Regions from separate parts of the Gossypium arboreum genome. Here region 1 is linked to region 2. Evidence: chromatin contacts called from public Hi-C data. All regions are on one chromosome and are shown on one strand. Each heading gives the region's core, a stretch centred on a gene start, on an enhancer-like site or on the middle of the called end of the contact. The rest is flanking DNA. Distances are from core to core; before and after follow the strand shown. Region 1 holds the start of LOC108485490 (auxin-responsive protein SAUR32). Region 2 holds the start of LOC108472171 (leucine-rich repeat receptor-like protein kinase PEPR1).

Evidence for each region. A called contact is a pair of places that touch in the nucleus more often than the background predicts.
Region 1: a Hi-C map of leaf shows a contact between it and region 2, with 5 times the contacts expected there. The contact joins the promoter of LOC108485490 here to the promoter of LOC108472171 in region 2. A contact is called at or near these places in 2 of 5 Hi-C or Micro-C datasets (both in leaf).

Annotation. Positions count from the first base shown.
Region 1 is chr8:58,995,370-58,998,069 of ASM2569848v2, reverse strand. It overlaps LOC108485490 (auxin-responsive protein SAUR32), which reads left to right and starts at 1,344. Exons shown (of 1, transcript XM_017789338.2): 1 at 1,344-2,095. The coding sequence starts at 1,600. The coding sequence ends at 1,953.
Region 2 is chr8:58,469,313-58,472,085 of ASM2569848v2, reverse strand. LOC108472171 (leucine-rich repeat receptor-like protein kinase PEPR1) reads right to left here and starts at 1,473. Exons shown (of 2, transcript XM_017773681.2): 1 at 1-1,473. The coding sequence starts at 1,298.

The DNA of each region.
Region 1 (2,700 bases), core at 95-2,594, 530 kb before region 2:
ATTAAAATATTGTGTTAACCTTAAGAGGCGATGTCCACTACACGATTACATCAATTAGGACAGATTTACTTCTAAGATAATGATTTTTTTTTATGATACAATAACTATTTCTTGTCAATACTAACGATTTCGTTTTATAGTAATTTATTTCCAACAACATGTCATATAAGTGACAAATGATGATAGATGGCGAGATTTTTACTTCTAGCAAGATGATAAGCTTTAGGGCCAGTTCTTCATTGCTTTTGAAAAGTGCTTTTGAAAAGTGCTGTGGAAAAGTGCTTTTAAGAAGTATTTTTGAGAAGTGCTTTGGAAAAATTTAAGTGTTTGATATTGCTGTCAAAAAGTGCTTTTGAAAAGTAAAATGTCCATTTTAGACATGATATTATAAAGTAACAAATATGTATTTAAATAATGTTCAAATTAGTTAATATTATGATATTTTAGTAAAAATATAAAAAAAATAATTTATTATAACTTATTGTTAATATTTTAATATATAATATTAATTTTAAATATTTCTAAGTAATTAATATTAATTATTTATTAAATTTAATTAGAATATATAAACTATATTTAAATATAATAATTAAATATTTATAATTAGATATTGGCACAATTGTAGTATTTTAAAAATATTTTTATTTTTAATTAATACTTTTAACACATTTGTAAAACTCATATTAAATAACCAAGAAAGAGAACACAAAATAATAGCATCAAACACATTTTAAGTCAAAAAGTAAGGTTAAAAAAGTAAAATAACAGCAAAAAATACTTTTTGACTGAAAAAGTTAAAATTTACTACTTTTTTATATCTAAAAAAGCTCATCCCAAAAGTTAAAAAAGTTGCCCCAATGATTTGTATTATTCATTGCTTTTAAGAGAAAAGCACTTTTTTTAGCAAAAGTTCATCCCAAAAGTAATGAAGAACATACCCTTAGTAGGACAGAAACTTTATTGAGTCCTCAGTGAAACAAGGTGAAGTACAATATATTTTTTTTGAGTAAATAGTACAATATATCTTAAGTGTATATAATCAAGCCATAATTTTTTAAAACAAAATATTGAAATAAATATTTATTATTATTAATATATTCTATCAAATAAATCTCTGGTTTTATTTTTTATATAATTATGTCATCTATGATATAAAAAAAAAAACCTTTTGACCTGAGAAATGTATTCCAGCTGTAAAATAAAAAATAAATATTACAAACAAGATAAGGATTGGCAAGAGACACGGTCATTTCGGCCTTGTCCGATTCCTAGTCAAATCTACCATCCCGAAAGCCTTAATTTGTGTGTAAGCTAAGCAACCCTGGCCTGGGCTATAAATACCCACCTCTACTTCTCCACAATCTCTCACTCCTCCACCTTTTCTTGTTTGATTGATGATTATCAATTTATGATGAGCAACCTTCCAACTTCTTTAACAGATTCTTCTTTTACCCTTTTCAAGCTTGCCATTTCTTCTTCTGATCCTTGGCCTTTCTCTCTCCTTCTCTTATAACCCCCTTTATCTATATAGTACTGTATGTTTCATCTTTGGCCTTCTTGCTTTTTGGGGTTTTGCTTGCTGAAGATCAAAATTCAAAAATGGGGATTGGAGGAGACAAGCAGCAGCACGTGAGCTTCCACCTTCATATGCCGCACCTTCATCTTCACGGGTTCCACAATCATGAGAACAAGGACCTCAAAGATATCCCAAAGGGGTGCCTGGCGGTCCTGGTGGGTCAAGGCCAAGAGCAGCAAAGGTTTGTGATCCCGCTCATCTATATCACCCACCCCTTGTTCATGCAGCTCTTGAAGGAAGCGGAGGAAGAGTATGGTTTCGATCATGAAGGCCCCATCACCATCCCTTGCCATGTCCAGGAGTTTCGCAATGTTCAAGGGATGATCGATAAAGACCACCATCACCACCACCACCATCATGGCTGGTGTTTGTTTTAGGGTTTGATTGAATTAATGGATTTAGATTCTTAAAAGGTCATGCAAATTTGTTTTTATGTTTTCTAGTAGCTTTTGCTTTCCTTACCATTGCAGAGACCTTTGAAATTTGAAAATGAATTACAGGATTATTCTTTACACATAAGTTCATTTGGTTTCTTTTTGTTCTTTCTCCATTTCCATGCTAATGTGAACGTATATGGTGTAAAATTGAGGAGGAATATAAAGTTGCAAGCGTACAAGAGACGGTGGGAACTTGGAACCTTTCTGGGGTTATGACGAAAGAAAAAAACAGAAGCACAATTGATTTTTGTTTACTTGACTCGTCATCTCCATGAAAATAATGAAAGGCTTGATTTCATGTTTGACTGACTGCCTGTCATGAGGTTGTGCTACCACAATCCACGCAATTTCCAAGCATATGATATATCCTGCCTATATTCAGTTTCATATATGTTTACGTTTACATAGGTTAGAAAATTTAATTTGAAAAAATTAATAAAGAATTTAAATTTTGAGTTAATTGGATTGAATTTTTCTGAGTTATTTTAATTATTTGAGTTTTATTTTTGAGTAGAGTTAAATTTTATAATTCCAATAATATATTGGAATAAATGTTCTTTGATCCTATCAATTTTAAAAATAAAAAATTATTCTCTCTAGTTAAAAAATATAAAAATATTCAAAATAGATTTTAAAATCCAAAATTTATATTTTAAAAATATATAAAATTTAAATTTTAAAAATTTT
Region 2 (2,773 bases), core at 224-2,723:
TTATACAAAGCCAACTGTACCAGGTTTCTCATCCTGCCAATTTCTTGTGGAATGTGGCCTTCAATATGATTGTTGAATAGAAAAAGAACCTCAAGATTCTTGAGATTGCAAATTTCTGGAGGGATGCTTCCTCCAATGAAGTTATGCTGAAGCCTGAGTTCAACAAGTGAAGTGCAGTTTCCAAGCTCAGGAGGTAATGAGCCATTAAGTTTGTTGTTATAAATAAATAAATTAGCTAAACCTGTAAGATTTCCTATTGACCGAGGAATGGGACCAACCAGATTATTTCCTGAAAGTGCAATTGCCACAAGCTGATTGCATTGAGCAATCCTCTCAGAAATAGTTCCATTAAGCTTGTTCCCTGACAGAATAAGTTCTTGCAAGTTCTGCAAACTCCACAAAGTGTTCGGAATTTCGCCCTCCACATTGTTTTCACCAAGATAGAGAACTTCAAGTTGCAAAAGCCCCTCAAAAGTCTCTGGTGGAATGACCCCTTGGAATTTGTTGTAGGATGCTATAAATGTTGTAAGGTTATAGCAGTTTCCGAGGGTACGAGGCAAAGAACCCGAAAATCCATTCTCGTGAATCCAGAAATCAAGAATTGTACATGAAGGTGGGAAATCAGGTACCGAACCAGTGAGGTTATTTGTGTTTAAATAGAGGAACTTCAGATTTGGTAGAGAAAACATTTCACCCGGAACCACACCACTTAGAAAGTTGTTGTAGAGACCAATATATTCCAGATTGATGCAAAGACTTACCTCAGGGGGGATTCCACCAGAGAGTGAGTTATAACCCAAGTCAATCTTCCTAAGCCACTTTGACATGAAAATTTGGTGAGGGATTGATCCTTCAAAGCCGTTATCATTGAGAAGAATGGTATTTAGTTGGCTGCAGTTCCCCAGAATTTGAGGTATATTACCACTGAAACTGTTGCCACTGAGGTCAAGGGAGAGCATACGCTGGTGGAGGCAAAGATGAGGAACAGAGTTGCTCAATACACCAGACAGCCCGAAGCCTGATAGATTCAAGGCTCTGACCTGAAAGCTCTTTTTGGAGTAGCAAGACACTCCAGCCCATTGGCAATGAGAGTTTGGAGATGGAGAATCGGATTGATTCCATGGTAACAGAAGTTGAGTGTGTTTTGGGAGGCTGTTAAAGAACTGTAGAAGGAAAATTGCAGGCGGAGATAATGAGGCTGATGAAACATGGAAAAGAATGAATGAGCAGATAACATGATACTGGAATAACAACACCATGTTCTTATTTAACTTCCATGGAACTTCTCTTGGTGACATCGATTTCACTGTCTTAAATGCTATTTTTATTTCATGTTATGTTTGGAACCAACAGATGTTGCTGATTTTTGTTTCCTTTCGGTGCTTGAAGTGGTGCACATGTGTGTTGAAACAAGTTCCGATATCTAGTCGTTTCCTGTTGGATTCATGACAGTGAGTAAAAGTTACAACCTTTGCACTCAAAAGGGAAGCTCCTAGAAGGGCTATTTTGATAAAAAGTAAAACAATGCTGTTGTATAAAGTAGATGAGGGGGGTCCCATAATGACCAATAAAAATATGATGCTGTTCTTTGGAAAGTCGAAAAAATGGAGGCCAGCCATGCTCTCTCTCAGACAATGCAATAATATTATCCAAGACATGTTTGTTTTTGCACATTCTCTCCTATAATATCATTTAGTCTTAAAACATAAAACTAAGCCTCAATGTCTTGGAGAACAATTTAAGTTAGCTTCTGTGGCAATGTTAATGATAGACCACTTGGTTGTTAATCAAGCAACATAAAACCCCATCATTACTCTCCAAACCTCTCAACTCACTACTATATGATTTATGAATAGTCATGGGCATATTTCTATATCTAATTCTATATATTTACCAATAATATGGAGAGAAGTGAGATGGAAAATGGGCCTAAAAGTCTCTCACTGTTTTATCAGGCCTTATCAGGAAAGGCAGACTCATTAAAATACTACCAGTTTCGGATCTTATATGATGCTGGTATAATATGGCCTAAAGTTGATCCAAATATGTTAACTATATGGCCTTTGTCCTGTTCCAGAAAGAGGAAAGGCAATAAATAAATGCTTAAGTTTGCTACTTTATGAGTGGCTCATGGGGCCTATAGCCTTCACCCAATAGTGTATGGCTTCCACTTTTGGAAACGCAAAAAATTTTTGCAAGCGGGAGCCATATTACCAAAGTGGGGCTCGAAATAGGTCAAAAAACCTTTTGGCATTTAAAAAAAAAATGCTGCAAGTTTGTGAAAGATTTTTTCATAATCTTCCATTTATATTTACTTTCTTTGTTTAAGTTTTAGCTTAATTCACATTATTGCTATTGCAATAATTGAGAGAATGTAATTTTGAACATGCTTAAGCGCTGTAACACCTTATACTTGACCCAGTTGTCGAGTGCAAGTAAAAGGACGCTACACTACCATCACAGTATCACATATTATAGAACGTCTCATTGGCATGCGAACATCATCAAATTTGAACATTTATAGATATTGTAAGTCATAAATATCCTAGGCGACATTAAATCATGCTGGACATACATCAAACGGGCTTATAACAAAATAGAAACATGCTTTAAGGCTACTTAACAAAAATTCAAAATAAATCGCGTAGGTATCGATACTCATTCAATGCTATCGATAATTCTCATAGATGGTATCAATACCACTTAGAAAATCAATACCAAATCAACATTTTGTTTCTCTGCAAAAATTCAAACCAGCAAACTATCAATACCC